Regions from separate parts of the Rattus norvegicus genome. Here region 1 is linked to region 2. Evidence: chromatin contacts called from public Hi-C data. All regions are on one chromosome and are shown on one strand. The core of a region is the stretch at or near the end of the contact, and the rest is flanking DNA. Distances in the headings are between cores, read along the strand shown.

Region 1 (5,022 bases), core at 211-2,710, 250 kb after region 2:
GTCTTCCAGACCCAGCAGGGATGGATACACCCTACAGTATCCAAATCCCTTCCCTACCACTGCTCTTTAGGGTGCCTGTGACTAGATGAATCTCTTAGCAGAGCAGCTCTCTCTCTCTCTCTCTCTGTCTGTCTCTCCCTCTCCCTCTCTCTCTCTCTCTCTCTCTCTCTCTCTCTCTCTCTCTCTCTCTCTCTCTCTCTTCAGATACACCGCTCAGTAACCTTAGCCACATCTGGAAAGCCCTTTAATCAACTGAGGAAGAATGCTCAGAGCTGGCTCTCATCACAGACTCATGACCAGAGCTCTGCCTCCTGGTGAGTGTCACCTGGGACGCTACTGATGACTGTCATCTGTCCAACCTGGCTTTCAGGTCCAGCAGACAGCAGCAGATGCACAGGCACCAGCTGACCTCTCATCCATGCTCGGAGATAATTACCTATCCTGATAATGACAGGATTGGAAAAGCAGACTCCTGGACTTCAAGGACCTCGCTTGTGACATTTGTCCAGAAACCTACTCATCTCTGAATCAGGTTTTGTTGGCTCTGTGCTCTCCTGGGTAGAGAGAACCCTGCATGGGGCCTTCCCCGCCTAGCACTGTTAGTCAGGTACATGGGCACTGCTGAAAGATCTGTTGTCAGCCTGAGAGGAAAAGTCTCATGTCCAGAAGTGCCTGTTCCTTGTGGGAAAGGGCCAGGAAAGCAGCCCACTCTGTCCTCCCAGCAACACTGTGTTCTGTTCCCCTAAAGTTCTAAGACTCCCTTGGCAGCTGCAATATTGATTTTTACCTGGCACTGTTTCAGGCCAGCTCTGTGTGCTTGCTGCCTCCTGCCTCTCGAAAGGCAGAGAGACTGATGGGGCTTAGAGAGTCCATCACCTCCCCTGGCACAGCCCTCCACCTGCCCTCCCTTCCCCTGGCACAGCTCGTACCCCTTCCCTTGTCCCAGCCCTCCATTGGCTACTCTCCCCAGCCCTTCACCTGCCTCAGGCCTCTGTCTTGGATGCTGAGATCTGCTTTCATCATTGTCCTAGGCCAAGGCCTGGGAGCCACCTCAGCCAGGGCTTCAGACCAGACCCATCTCCTCTGAACGTGCTCCGGTGGCTGCTCTCACCTGGAGACTTCCGGTTGCCTAGTAACCTAAGCAAACCTAAGTGTGGGGAGGGATCTGCAATTGGAACAATTGAGGAAGTAGTGGGAAGAGCGGGGACAGCCTCCGGGGGCAAGGAGGCAGGCAGGCTAAGCCCACAGAAGACCACCTCCTCCTCCTCACCATCTCACCCTGCCATTGTCACCACAGCCATACTGCTATGCCCAGAGTCCTCCTTATAGGTCAAGATCCCAATTGTCAAAGGAGATTGTGGAGCAAGGGGGCACTTGGAGAGAGGAGAAGTGTGGAGCTCCGCAGGAGGCCTTTGGCCAGAAGGATCTGGGGCTGAGTCACTGTCTGTCCCAGCACAGACTGGACCTCTCTATATGGGCAGGGCTCGCAGCACGAGGAGAGCCCTGGTGAGTCAGAGGAGACGGCTCGGCTGGGGAACACCAAGACAAAAGAGTAGACATGAGCAAGGGGTCTGCAAGGGCTCTAGGCAGGGGCGAACTGTCAGCCTCTGCTCATAGGATCTCCCCAGAGTCAGACCTAGTTCAGAGAGCAGCAGCAGCCCTGGCGAGGAGATCCACTTCACTGGAGTCTGGCACCCCGCAGGAGAGGGGGAGAGGGGCTGAGAGAGAGGAAAGAGGAGGAGGGAGGGAGAGGGACCCGGAAGGAGGGTAATATCAGCTCCTGGGAAAGCACTCGGCCACTTTCTGGGAAGGGCTGGACTGCAGAGAATTCAGAGAGCGGGGATAAATGGGAGACGGCGCTCGAGAAACACTAAAACGACAGGAATGTGAGTGGTGACACATTTTTCGGCGGCATGCAGGAATCTCACACGATTAGCCACTGTGTGAGGGGAAAAGGTCTCCCTGGTGCACTCCCATTTCGCACTGCTTTCAACACCGTGCCTTCAAGGTGAAATCAGTAAGGACCTGGTGGGTCTGAGGACACTGGAGCGGGCCCCAGACACTCCCTGTATACACGGTCCAGCCTGATCAGAACTGAAGGGGAGGCCATGTCCAACACTGCACTAAAGAAAGCCAGCGGGCGTTCATCAAAGCCCAGATGCTACAAACAGAAAAAAAAAAAAAAAGTGTGTATGTCGGGGGTGGCTGGATGCCAGGTTCTCTAAGGACACCCGGCCTCCTCTTAGAATCCCCACCCCCAACCCCCACCCCAAGTAGCCTTCATCCTTTCCTGGAGAGCTTTTATGAACCTAGAGAGGTGAAATAATTTGGCAAGTCTTAAGAAGATAAAGGCTTGAATTCAACTTAAAAGCGGGGCAAGTTCCAAAGGCCAAATGTAAATTTGCTCTAGGTCAGAAACCAAAGCCCTGATATAGTTGCCAGCACCCCACAGTCCCCATTGTCCCCGCCTCTTTGCAGCCAGCTCAGCCATTCTTTGCAACCACATGCGTCTGAGGCTTGCCCATTTGAAATCAACCTTCGCTGCCCCCCAGCAATTCATAAAGCTCCCATGGGGCCTGTGGAAGGTGGAAGGACAATTTCCTTTGGACCATTCGAAGCAACCTGTTACTGGAGCTGGTAGAGTTTGAACCCGCCCCCTCCCCAGTAGTCCCAGCAAGCTAGGCTCAGCCACCTAACATGAGATCACTAAGTAAGTCAACAAGTGGTCATGAAAAGCAGAAAAAGGAGATTTATTCAATGTGGCCACATCAGAGAGAGGAAAAAATAAGAGATCCAGTGATTCCCCATTGCCTGTCCTTGGGATCCTGACACGACGTTTAGCTTCCTTGACCTTTGATAAAGGCAAGAAGAGGTATGCACAGCTAAGTGAACCTCACCTGGGTGAGGTCTCACCTATCGCTGAGCCATCTCTAGGCTCCTGTCTGTCCTTCAAGGTGGTCTGATAAGTTATCAGAACCGTGTGGAATCTCTTCCTGGGAGGCAAGTTACTCCTCTGGCGTTAGGACTTCACCTTTCCCTCCCCCACCTCCGCCCCCCGACGTGAAATTCTTGGGGAAATTTTAATTCTTTGGAGCCTGAAGTTTCAGTAGTCTGAATTCACAAGAATCTCTCTTTAACATATCTTCTGTCTTGTCAGAATAGTTACATACCTGAAGGAAAAGTTCAGGGGGCTGATGGCCTAGAAAACCAATGGTAAACCCCTCGAAATCTTTTTTTTAAATAGATATTTTTTAAAAAGTCTATTCTCTCAGTTGGCTTCCCAGCCTTGTTTGGTTTTCTCTTCATCTGGAAAATTTAATTTTTGCTTTTTCCCACTGGGGTAAATCTTTTAATGAAGTGCTTAATGCCAGAACTATGTCCTTTAGAAGTACACTAAGTGGCGGAGATCCTTCTGTCCTATCATCTTCCTGGGAAGGAAGGCTCCCTGAGTAGACACTGCTCTGTGCTCTGCATGAACAGGGCTGCCTAGCCCTCCCAGAACCCCCCAGTTCTGTCTTGGTTTCAATTATCTTAATCTTTCTTTAATTGATTTATTCATCTTGTGTGTGTGCCCATGGGGAAACAGCACACTTACAGAAGTCTGCTCTCTCTTTCTGCCATGTGGGTTCTGGGGATCAAAGTCAGATCATCCGGCTTGGTGGCGAGCACCCTGCCTTCTCTGCTACCTCTGTATCCGTCTCATCTTTGGGAAATGTGCCAGGGCAAATTTTACAGCAACCGTCTAATGCTAAGACAGGTTTTACAGTAAAAGAGCAGCACAGTTGACTTTTCCTGCTCTGGAGCAGTGCTACGGGTTTGTTTTAGACACTGGACATTTAGAATTCTGCAGAGGAAAACATCAGATCCCTGAAGCTGGGGCTACAGGCAATTGTAAACTGCCTCGGTGGGCATCATTAGCCACTAAGCCATCCTTCCAGCCCCAACCACCTTTTCTTTTTGAGACAGGTCTCTTAACTAACTTGGACCTTATCAAAGGCAAGGCTGGATCCTCCTGTCTCGGCCTACGCCGTACTGGGAGTATAAACCCATAGCACCATGCTCAGACGTTTTATCATGGGGCTTGAATCCTTTGTCTACAACACTTTAAATACTGGGCCATATCCCCGGCTCCAGGTGTTTGTCTTGTTTGACAAAGACTACATAGGCGAAGGCTCGCCGGCTGGATCAGACTGGAACGTGTATTGTCACCCCTGAGCTGGTTGTAGTCTTTGAAATCACTCACTCCAAGGAGGCTGCAAGAGACTGTCCACTGAAAAGGAAAGTGGCAAAAGTTGATACAGTGTGCTTGTGTGTCTGCAAGATGCAAACCCCAGTGGCAAACCCCATGTTTGTCCCAGCTGGGCTACAATGTCTCTTGGTTCCTTTTTTTTTTTTTTTTTTTCATTGTGCAAGTTTTCTCCAAATGAATTTGTAACTTTTCTAAATACAAAAAACTTCTCCCTGGAAAACAGGTGTCATTCCTGAATCAGCCTGCAGCCCACAAGCTGCAAGCCTTCGACACTCTGATGGTGGCCCGGCAGTCTTTGTTCTGTGGCTGAACGTTTTCCTTCTTTCGCCACTAGCTCTTAAGTCATTAACACTCATCCAGTGCTTTCTTGAGGCTCAACACTCATGTTCCATGCCTGGACATGTGTGTCATGCTTAGCATGGGTCTAGGATTTATCCATGCACATTCACCGATGGTCACTGTAAGCATGGAAGGAAGTGTTTGCAAACTCCATGCATTTGAAGGATGGCAAAGTGTTGTGTGTGTTGTAGAGAACTTGCCTGGGTTTTATCCTCAACACTGCACAAAATGGGGTGTGGTGGCCCACGCTCGCGCATAATCCAGCACTTCGGAGCTGAAGGCAGCCGGAACAGTGGTTCGAGGTTATCCTTAACTGCATGCTGAGTTTGAGGCCAGGACCTAAATAACTGCACACCATATAATTTATTTTATGCCCTCTTGGTTAGTTCATGATAATAATATTAACATACATATATGAAAAAAATTCAGCACAA
Region 2 (5,059 bases), core at 896-3,395:
GAGCTAGCCCTGCTAGACCATAGCTCTCTGCCTGATTCCTCGTACCTGAGCCTGTGTTCCCTTTCCCTAAGCGATTGTCCTTCTCCCTCCCTCCCTCCCCCTCCCTCCTCCTTCCCTCCTCACTCCCTCCCTCCTCACTCCCTCCCTCCTCACTCTCTCCCTCCTCACTCCCTCCCTCCTCACTCCTCAGCCCCTGGCCACATCCTCTGCTCCTAGCTCAACTTCCCCAGAGTTCACTTTAGGGGGATGCTGAGGAAAAATCTCCCTCTGGGGTCACAGACGCCTTAGGGTTCGTGCCCTGTATGTGGGTACATCCTGTCGGCAAGTGAATGTTGGTGGTCATGCCTATGCTGTGTTTCCCATGAGATCAGATTTTCCTTCCCTCTTACCTGGGAAATGTGCTGTTTTCCTCTGAGATAGAGAGGCAACAACATAGAGTGGGAAACAAGCGAACAATCTGCACCCCCACCTCCTTTCAGCCCCTTCGTCTGGTGGTGTCGGAGGCTGTTGGGGGCCGCCTGGCTGCGGCCAGTGCTCACTGATGATAGGGTCCAGTGACAGCTTCTCAGGGGATCTCCTCCTGACATCTCATCTCTGGTTCTCCTGTCCTGAGGGAGTATTATGGAGCCTATGTAATCAGGTGATGTCTCACTGGATCCCAAGTCAAAGGGGATTTCCTCTGTGACGCTGCAGCTGCTCCCAGCATCCACAGCAGCACACGTGGGGTTGGACAGCAGGGTATGTCAGGTGAGCTGGACTTGAGCAGACCTTGCTGCTTCCTTTCTCATCCACCTCCTGCAGTTGATCCTTCCCAGATGAGATGAAAGTGGGAAAGAGGCGGGTGGCAGGAGGACCTGTAGGGCTCATGTTTGAATGGCGCTTCACAAACTTTCCTGTTTGGTAAAAAATGTGCCCATAGTTTAATCAGTATTTCAGTATAGTATGTGTCCCCAACATCATTAGTCTTTCTCTTTCCTATAGACTCCATGATTTCCTGGACTTTGTAGCTCATGGTGCCAATGGCTTTGGCAATCTTGATAGTTGGAATTATTGGGGTGATTACTGTGGGTGGCAAAGTTTCATCACAGACATAGCCATGGGTACCCCATGAATCGGCCTACAACAGACAGAAGGGATTCCCAGTTCTCGCAGGCTCGGTGGCCTTGGGGCTCTGCGATCAGCTGCTGCAGATCAGAGGGGTTCAGGGTCTTGTACAGTGTGAACCCAGCAACCACAGTGTAAATCAGGCTGCTGAAGCGCCCTCCGTGTGTCCATGGGGACACACGTGTGTGTCTATGACAGCCTGAGCCCTCCAACAGCTCTGGTGCAAAGGAAGAACGTGTGTGGCAGACTCCTAACATCTGGCCATTCCCAAGCCACAAAGTTCCCTCATTTGAACACAGACGACTTCATCCCCCATCTACAGGCTCCAGCAGAGCGCTCACCTTTCTGGGAGGTCTGCTGTGGGCTTCAGGCGTCTTAGCATTTCTCAGTAGTGTTTGAGGCTAGGATGTCTCTGGCCCTAGGGAATCACTTTATGGGCCTTCCTCCCAGGAGACAAGCATGTCAGTTCGCCTACCATCACTCACAAATGCCCAAGCGCAGCTTCTTGGCAGAGAAGGTTACGTTGGGATCACAATTTTGGAAGCTTCAGGCCACACTCCACTCCTTCCATTGCCTGAGGCCCAAAGTGATACATTATGGCCAGAGCCTACAGTAGAACAAAACTCACTTCACAACCAGGCAGCGGAAGGAAGGGAGGGAGGGAAAGAGGGAGGGAGAGATTGAGACAGGTATGAAACACTGGAATTCTACAGTTCTCTCCCAGAGAACCCCTTCAATGACTCAAAAAGCTCTCACTGAGCCCAACTCCTAAGGTTCCCCCACCTCAGTTGCAGAGCCAACTTTCCATGCTTGGGCTGGACGGGACCTTCTACGCTCAAGCAAGAGCAGCAGCTCCTGGGAGGACGCCTGAGATGCCCACCCTGGCTTTTCCCTCCTGCCCTGGGCTGTTAAAATACACTTGGAAGGCAGCCTGACAGCAGAGGCGACAGGGTTGTAGAAGAGTGGCCAAGGGCGCAGCACTCACTGGCAATCTCTGAGATGCAGTCAGGCTCTTGGCCTGCTCCTCTCATAAGTCTTTACCCTCGGAATCCAACACAGCAGCTTTTGTAAAAGCCTGAACTCTAGGTCTTTGCCTTTTGTGTGACAAACTGTGTTTTATTTCCATTTCTTCTCCCCTTCAGAGTGTGTGACTTCCCCCAAATATGAAACCTGTGGTCAGTTCTGCTTTAAGCCAATGGGAAATCAGTTCCATGTGTACACTGCCCATGATTGAAGGAGCCACAACCAAAGATTAGGGACTAAAATGTCCGTCAGCTGTGAGGCAGGTCAGCTGAGGATTCTCCTGGCGCATACATTGTGCTGATTTCTACTTGATATGGTTTTCTGCTGGGAAGCATGAGCTATTGAGTCAGAGGACAGTAGTCTGTGTGTGGTTCCTGATGCCTGGGGGAGGGAAAATGCCTGTTTCTTAAACTCTATTCCCAGGACACACGTTGCTTCAGGCCCCACTGAGTTCGATAGGACAGCTGGCGCCATAGTATTGGGCCACTCCACTGGGCCAGGAAGCATGAATTAGGGAAACAGCACACTTTCATTCGCCTGGGAACGATTCCAGAGACCCACCCCAATTCTATTTCATTCCCTGCACGGACTGGAGATACTTTACAGCACCCTCCGCTCCTCTAAAGACAAGCATAAGGAAGAGACAGGCACGAGTGAAAAGCATTGCACAATGGGGCTGGAATATCCACATCCACAAGTGGCTAGGTTTTAGTAATTTCATGATAGAGAGAGCTGATTGGGCAAGCCCACTTGAGGAATCCTAGCAAGAGGGCTGCAGAAGAGCTAGCCCCTGTTCTAATCCAGCCTGGTTCCTCTGATCCCAGGGTAGCCCAGGACAGCCCGGTATTTGGTTTTTCTTGCAGCCCCTACTGAGATTATCAGTTCCCCTGAAGTGATCTCTCAGCTGCTCTCGGCTTTCACACTCGAGTTCTAAGCCATCCCACATTTCCCAGTGACAGAGCTCATGCCCACAAGTGGTGCTCATCAGACACTCTCTCAGAGCACACCGAGTGGTCACATCTTGTCTCCAGTGTCCCCGACCTTCTCTAGAAAGGACAAGGCATGAAGTGGAGGCTCCACCCTCACAGTTTTGTGGATGGAAACTGCTGCTTTGCAGTAGACGGTGACTTGCACTGTGGAACCTCTCCCTAGCCAGGTTTCCCACTGATGTATACATCTCCCAAAAGCCCTTGTCTCCTATCCCTTGCCACTAATTGGTTGTTATCTTGAGCAGCTGCCCGCCCCCAGAAAACATAGCTTTTCCCCAGGCAGGATCCCACCTGAACCAAATTTATGTCAGTAAGTGATGGAGAAGTTGTTGAATTGCCACCTGGATTCTGACGGGCATAAAGAGAGCTACAGGAGAATGAAGGCCTTGCTGCCCAGTGGGATAGTGTGTTCAGAAAGGCCACAGAGGTCACAGTGAGCAAAGGCTCTAGACTTCTTGAGCAGGAGCACCTCTGTCATGGTGAAGACATATTTACCCAGGGTTCAGATTCATGGGTACGGGAAGGCTGCCCATAAATGTGCTAATATAGTCTTGATTGGAGTTTGGAAAACTCCATTGCTAAGATTCCTCGCTCAGCCACCCTGTGTGAGCACAAGCACATGACATTTCTTCCTACCATGACAAATCCCTGAGGCGAGAAGGATTCTTCTGGCTTGCAGTCTATGGGCACACAGGCCTTTGTTGGGAGGAAGTCACAGCAGAAGGCAGGGACAGCATGCACATTAAGAGCAGGAAGCCAGCTGGTCACCACCACGACATAGAGAGCAGAGGCTCAACAGGAAGTCGTCCTGCGTTAGAAACCTCAAAAGCCCGTCTCTCATGACTCATTTTCTCTAGCCAGGATCCACGTCCTAAAGATTCCCCAACATTCTGAAATAACGCCCTCACATGAGGAACAAATGTCCAAACACGTGACCCTAAGGGACCATTTCCATTCAAACCACAACAGCATCTCCCTCCCTAGCTCCTCCATTTTAGATACCGCGTGTATTTCTCCACTTTGGGGTTCAAGGCTTCCCTACAGCACAGTCGGGCCATTAGAGCAGAAAACCAAAGAGTAGATTTCCAGTTAAGACAGTCCATGGTAGCACACTGTAACATTTGCCAAGTGGAGCTGAGGAGCCTCCTGAGAGGGAACACCCTTACCCTAGTGCCTCTTGCTGGAACCGAGTTCCCTGCAGGAGAACACACTGTGCAGGGTTCCGCCTGTAGGCAAGTCACATCCTCCTGGCTTCTCACGTTTCCACCCAACAGCCTTTCCCTAAGAATGATTCATCCTGTACTTCGTCCAAAAAAAAAAAAAAAATCCAACAAAACAAAACAAAAAAACCCAGACAGAAGAGCACGGAAGGGACTCTGTGGACCCAGTTACAAAAGGGAGCCCACCTAGACCTTCACCTGCACGTGGGGCAGGCTGCATCCTGGGAACTTATGGATTCTCTCCCTAGTTTTACAGTAACCGCAGAAGAGACAGCTCTCCCCAGGAGTCAGCATTGCAAACGTGCCTCATACCTGCTGCTGTCTATCTTCAGCCAGAGAGCATGCTGCCAGCTCAGATAAGAAGGCTGCATGAGTACCAGTTGGTTTCTATCCTGGCACTAAGGAAAAAGGGGGAAGAGGAGAGCCTAAGTGCCTTTAAGGCAGCACAAGCTTGCCATGTGTGATCTATGGCCTGTGCTGACCCTGGTACCCTATAGACTTGATTCCACTGTGGTAGACACAGACTCTTTACCCATCTGTGACAATATTCATCAGGATGTTAAGATTATAGTTTCCTTTTCTTTCCATATGCTCAGAGTGCTTGGTGCCCAGGGAAAACCCAACAAGTCAGTCATTATACAGTGATAACAGTACAAATAAATCAGTCTTCAGGAAAGAACACTTGGGGAGATGTCCCATGGGTAGCTTTGAAAGGATTGGGGA

The links. Hi-C and Micro-C count contacts between places; a contact is called where the count stands out from the background.
Region 1: a Hi-C map of the Rat2 cell line shows a contact between it and region 2, with 5 times the contacts expected there. The contact joins two enhancer-like sites. A contact is called at or near these places in 3 of 12 Hi-C or Micro-C datasets (the Rat2 cell line, mammary epithelial cells and psoas muscle) and 1 of 1 datasets of contacts at active chromatin or transcription factors (oligodendrocytes).

What each region holds. Positions count from the first base shown.
Region 1 is chr17:13,522,046-13,527,067 of GRCr8, forward strand. No RefSeq gene overlaps it. Among named protein-coding and RNA genes, the nearest start is that of Gadd45g, 5.8 kb to the right of the region's middle. Within about 2 kb of position 1,461, at least 28 of the 93 cell types and tissues checked have an H3K27ac peak or open chromatin away from gene starts, as enhancers often do.
Region 2 is chr17:13,266,771-13,271,829 of GRCr8, forward strand. It overlaps LOC100910343 (a long non-coding RNA gene), which reads right to left. Exons shown (of 9, transcript NR_185105.1): 4 at 1,446-1,711; 5 at 390-893. Among named protein-coding and RNA genes, the nearest start is that of Gadd45g, 260 kb to the right of the region's middle. Within about 2 kb of position 2,146, at least 2 of the 93 cell types and tissues checked have an H3K27ac peak or open chromatin away from gene starts, as enhancers often do.